Regions from separate parts of the Sus scrofa genome. Here region 1 is linked to region 2. Evidence: chromatin contacts called from public HiChIP or PLAC-seq data. All regions are on one chromosome and are shown on one strand. The core of a region is the stretch at or near the end of the contact, and the rest is flanking DNA. Distances in the headings are between cores, read along the strand shown.

Region 1 (2,700 bases), core at 139-2,638, 33 kb before region 2:
CATCCTGAAGTCAGCCCATGTTACTTGCTCCCTGGACAGCTTGCATTTTTTATTTTTAAAAAGAGGTTCATGCAGTGCCGCATTCTTTGGCTTTGTTTGCTTCGGTAAGCAAAGAAGCTGGAATGTGATCTCTCCCCAAAGCTGCAGCGCCTCTCCCTCCACCTGTCAGCTACCCCCAGAGAGGTGGGGCTGGACCCAGCCGGTCAGGGTTGGCCTTTCTGAGACTGTCCCCATGGCTGCTGCCCGGGAGGCAGTCTGTTTGTTCTCTCTCGGAAACCACAGGTGCTGAGCTGTATCCCTTTGCAGAGCACCTGGGTTCTCTTGCCTTAAGTTCTGCACTTTAAAGGGAAGGAGAGTTGGTGCTGATGCCCCAGGTAGCCACTGCCACTACTCTGGTTATCTTGAACCCACTACAGTGGGCATTGGGGATGGTCCAGCCCTGTAGATTTAGAGGCATCCCCTTTTTAAAATGTCAGCATTTTCCATCCTCCAGTGTTATCATCCAAGAAGATAAGTTAATTCCTCTTGCTTCCAGCTTTGTCTGTTCTCCTTGCTCCCTTAAATGACCTATACACATAACTGCCTGGGGTGCCAGGGACCACACGGGGGCGTGCACTGTCTCACTTCTTCCCTCTTGATATGCACCATCTCTCTCCCTCCCCCCTCGGCCCCCCTCCCTCTCTATCTCTGGCCTGCAAGGGAAAAAAAAGAGCGAGAGTAAATTCAACCTCATGACCCCTCCTTGTAAGCCAAGGTTGGAAGAGTTCTGATCTGAGCCAGGCTACATAAATCTGCGTTGATTGTTGATGGCGTGGAGAGTGGGGGAAGGGGGCCCAAAGAGAAGTTAGATGCCCAAAAAAGGCATTGTTAAGTCAAAGGGAAGCTTTGCACGCATGCGCGCCTGACCTCATGTGTCAGCTTCTTTGCTGGGAACATCCAAGGAGTCCAAGGAGCACTCCTTACTTGGACTTAGAGTCAAAGGGCGGGGAGAGGAGTGGGGGGAGCAGTCTAAGCCAAGGCGTGCGTCCAGCTTATGAGACCGCTCGTGTCCGAAAACAGGAGAGACTGACAGTACCCCTGCAGGCATCAGAATCAGGTTTAGGAACTTGGACACGTACCCAGACCTTGACTGGGTCAAGGGAAAGAGGATAGATGTACTGTGCTCCATTGATGGTAGAAGGTTTGGGGCAGGAAGATCCAGCCAAGGTAAGAGGTAAGACTATTATGGAGTCCTGATGTAGAGTGAAGGAATGAGAAGCAGCTGGCCCGGTTCCCTGCCTGGATGCCCAGAGCAAAGCCACGATAAAAATATGAGCCAGGCTAGCAGTAGAGTACACGAATGCCACGTCCCGTGGCTCTGCCCTCCCCACGGCCCCGAGGATGGCATCAGACTCTGTGTCAAAAGGGCAGCAGACACATTCCTGGCATCTGCGTCAGGATTTCTCAAAGAGTGAGTGCGAGTGAGTGAGTGAGTTTGTGTGTGTGTGTGTGTGTGTGTGTGTGTGGAGGGCACACGGGAATGGAGTAGCATGGCAAGAGAGTTGGGAAAAAGAAAGTTCTGTGATCTGTGGGCAAAGGAGAGTAGAAAAGTACGTGAAGTCAGGACGTAGAGAGAAGGAAAAAAGAATGTGTGAGCTTAAGTTGTAGAGCAAGCCCTGGGTCCAGGAAGAAATGAAACAGCCAGCTCTGGACCTGGTGCCAGGCCACAGAATCATTTTCTTAGAAAAGAGGTCTCTACAAACCATCTCTCCAGAAAGGTCAGGAGAAGGTTTATGGACAGAGTGCGGGACCACTCAGGAGTGCCGCGCTGGCAGTCTTCTGCCTTCTGCTGTTCTCTTAGGTCACTCCAGAATCGTGGGTGTTCTCTGAGTGGAATCCGTTCAGGGGCCTCTCTCTCGGTGGACACGTCTAAGCAGCAGATAGATAAAAGGGTCTCTCTGACATTGGTTGTGTCTTACAGGAGGCTCCAGGCCCACCACCAAAAAGATGCATGAGCAATTGGAACAGAAAGGGAACTGACATTTATTAACTACTAACTGTACCAAGTAAGCAGCTATATACTTGATACATTAAGGTGCAGATCAATTCTATGAGACAGACATATGTTTTTATAAGTGAGGAAAGTGATATTTAGGTTAAATAACCTTCCCAGAATCATAGAGGTAGGGAATGCCACCCCCACGAGTGCCCTGACGTCATCCTGGCCCCAAAGCCCACGCCCTTTCTACCCTCCATCCTGACTCCCCACTGCTGGCCTTCCTCGCAAAGCAGTGCCACTAGAATGGGCTTCACCTGAAAGTCCCGGGGTCTTAGTTCCATCTAATCTCTCTTTTCATCTAGCTGGCCTCAGAGGCACACGCTTTTGATGATAGCATCTAAATTCATTTCCATTTGTTTTTTATTCTTAAGGCACTCCTGGATTAGAAATTATACAGTCTGTTTTGGTATCTGTATTCTACATCCCATTCCCAATCAGAAAAAGATTATCCAAGTTAAGAGTCAGAGTTTCTCAGGAAGCACAGATTATGGCTTTTTTCCTTTGCTCCATAAATTTTCTTTCAGTTCAGCTCTGGTGCCTTATAGTATCTTATACCTGGTCTCTTTCAATGCACAGCTTCTGTAGAAAAATGCATACTTTTGCAAGAGCCCAAGATACAAAATTACCTCAAACTAATTATCCAATTATCTCCAATTATCTCC
Region 2 (2,817 bases), core at 124-2,623:
CGGACAACAGACAACCAGGTGTGAATCCCAACTTCACCACTGATTAGCTCCGTGTCCTTCCATAAGTGACTTAAAATCTCTGTGCATGAGTTCTCATTCATTAAGTGGGAATAATAATGGTACTGTCCTCAGAATGGGGGAGGGGCTGAGTTACTATATTTAGGACCCTTTGAATAAGCTGCAGCACACAGTTCCTAATAAATGTTTGTCATTGTCACTGGGGAGCCCAAGACCAGGCCTTCCACCCTCCAGCTCAGGGACGTTTCTGCTGCCCCCCGCGGCATCCTCCTCCACATGCAGACTGGACATACGGCGGCCATCCATGTTTCAGTGAAAACTCATCCCAGAGTGCACATCCCCTGGAACTCCAGTTGGTCCTTTCGCCATTAATTCAAGCTGCTTTTCATTGCTCTAAAGCTTTAAAAATGTATAAACCACACACTTTGACCCAGCATCACTGCCAGCCTAAGGGCAGGTGCTCCCACCCTCCTCGGAAAAAGCCCTTCTACTTCAATCTTCAGCCATAAGAAGCCTTAGGTGCCTCGTTGATATGGGGATGCTCGTCACCACCTCCAGGCCTTGCCTTAGGTGGACTGTCCACTGGAACAGTCTCTCTTTTCCTTCCTCATGTCATTGTCATCCGTGCCAGACCAGTCGGTCCTGGACCATTTGTTTCTAGCCCTCTGAGTACTTGTCTTGTCTTTTGCACTTTTCTTACCTACTTTTTGCAAGTCCAGCCTGTGGTGTGTGGGGGCTTGCACTCTCCATGGCACACGGCAAAATGCTCAGGACCCAGTGGGTCCCTAAATAGTGCTCAATCAGAACTGACCAACAGTTTGGGGAACTGCCTCTCTGAGCAGCTGACAGTCACCCCTACCCCTTAGTTGCACGTTCAAGTGTCAGGGGACGTACCCAGATGGCATTCAACAGCACAGTGCCTAAAAAGGGGGGGACCTTTAGGAGCTGTCCCTGGGGAGGGGGGCGGAAGGGAAGAGACCTCTCCCCGTGCTCAGAGCAAGTCGCGCCACGGAGCCCCACAACCCGCCTGCACGCATTGGGGCTCGGGAAACACAGGCCCATCAGCAGCTTGAGGAGCACCCGAACCAGGCGGGACCTTGTTCTTTGGTTAAAAACAAGTGAAGGTCATCTGCCCCCGGGCCACTTGGCACCGTGGTACCGTGACAGAAGGGGTTCCACTTAAAGGGCAGCGCAAATCCAGGGCATTAAAATAACCCGAATGGTGTCGTTTTCTGATCAAATGCCTTTCCCTCTCGGGTTTGTGATTTTTGAGCCTGAGAATGTCTCCCCACAGCTCAGGTTTCCCCACTGCCACCCTGGTCTCAGGCCTGGAATGTGCGTACTGGCCATCGAGGTCTGATGTGACTATGTCACTGTCCTGAAATGGAGAGACATTATCTCATGGCCGGTGGCAGCGGACAGGCACCAGCGTGCTGCTGGCAGGCACGGCTCGAACGCGGGACGGTCCCAGGAGTGTCCCCTATCCCAGCTCTCAGTGACAGATGGCCTGAGGGCCCAGGCTCTGAGCTGCGCCTGGTACCCTGGGGTCCTGCAAATTTTCCCACCTGGGAGAAGCCCAGGGAAGCCTAGACCAAGACGGGAACCGGCTCACTCTTGGACCATCATGTTGGTTTGCAGAAAGGCCACCCCTGGTCAGGACGCCCTTGCGTATCTGGAAGGCTTGGTCAGCATGCAGAGCGCAGCCGTGCACAGGACAAGAGACCTGCACCCAAGGCCAGGCTGACCTCCGTCCTTCCTTAGCTGGGCCCCTGGGCAAGGGCTTCACCCACAGGGCACATGGGCCTGGTGGCCTGTGAGGCCACCATCCCTTCCAGCTCTTGGAGAGGACGAGGCCTCAGGGAACCACCAACCTCCCATGTGCCAGACATGCAGGAGGGCCTGGTCCCTTGGTCAGGATGCTCTTCTGGGCTGAAGAGCAGCCCCTTCTCATGCAGCCTGGGGAGGAGGGCCGGGCGGGCCCTTTCCTCCTGCATCTGCCTGATGCTCACGCACTTCCTGGGCTCTACTATGAGACACTGCTGTGGCTGCTGGGCCAGTTCCCAAATAGGTCTTGCCCACTCAAGCTTCTCCACTGAAAGTGCCTCTTTGCGGCTCTCCCTTTCTTTACAGTCCAGAAGCTGTTCCTCTACTGGGCGAGGTGTCAGAGCAACCACCTCCAGGCCCTGGAGCACCACGAAGCTGCACGGCAGCACAGATCCCACACACAGCTCCCACCACTGGCCTTTATGGCCACACGTTAGCAGGAGCGCGCCTTCTAGGCCCTTCCATGCAGAGACTGTATTTTGTCTCTCAGTGCCCCCACTGCCTGGCAACATGCTCACAGCACTGATGTCCCATCACACTTGGCATCAAACCCTGAGAGGGGATCCAGCGACACAGCCGCATTTCCTGACCCGCGGCCTCCTGACCTTCCTCCCAGACCCAGCTCGCTGGGATCAGACCCTGCCTGGCATGTCTGCTCTGGATGTCCAGGGCTCACCCCCTCGTCCACGGTCTCCCACCAAATGCCACCTTCACAGAGAGGACTTTCCCAACCACGCTTTCTAAAACAGCTTTCCTCATTCCCCAGCCCTCAAGCTGTTTCATTTCTCTTCATGGTACTTAACGCTGGTGGACTGTTGTTACATTTTATCACACTATAGTGTATTACAGATACTGCACATTTTCAGATTTTGGTCATGTGTGACTGACCCCATAAGATGGCCAGCTCCAGAGGGGCCAGGACTGGCTGTATTCCCAGCTTGTCCCCGCAGCAGTGTCGGCAATGCCGGAGGCACG

What was found. HiChIP or PLAC-seq counts read pairs in DNA pulled down with a chosen protein or histone mark.
Region 1: a contact with region 2 is called in an H3K27ac HiChIP or PLAC-seq map of skeletal muscle. The contact joins two enhancer-like sites. A contact is called at or near these places in 8 of 47 Hi-C or Micro-C datasets (embryonic fibroblasts, fetal heart ventricle, heart right ventricle and 3 more) and 1 of 2 datasets of contacts at active chromatin or transcription factors (skeletal muscle).

Annotation. Positions count from the first base shown.
Region 1 is chr9:57,537,184-57,539,883 of Sscrofa11.1, reverse strand. The region is part of intron 8 of SNX19 (sorting nexin-19); the gene reads left to right. Among named protein-coding and RNA genes, the nearest start is that of SNX19, 20 kb to the left of the region's middle. Within about 2 kb of position 1,388, at least 18 of the 83 cell types and tissues checked have an H3K27ac peak or open chromatin away from gene starts, as enhancers often do. A contact at or near this core is called in skeletal muscle, where this site is marked.
Region 2 is chr9:57,503,962-57,506,778 of Sscrofa11.1, reverse strand. No RefSeq gene overlaps it. Among named protein-coding and RNA genes, the nearest start is that of SNX19, 53 kb to the left of the region's middle. Within about 2 kb of position 1,373, at least 1 of the 83 cell types and tissues checked has an H3K27ac peak or open chromatin away from gene starts, as enhancers often do. A contact at or near this core is called in skeletal muscle, where this site is marked.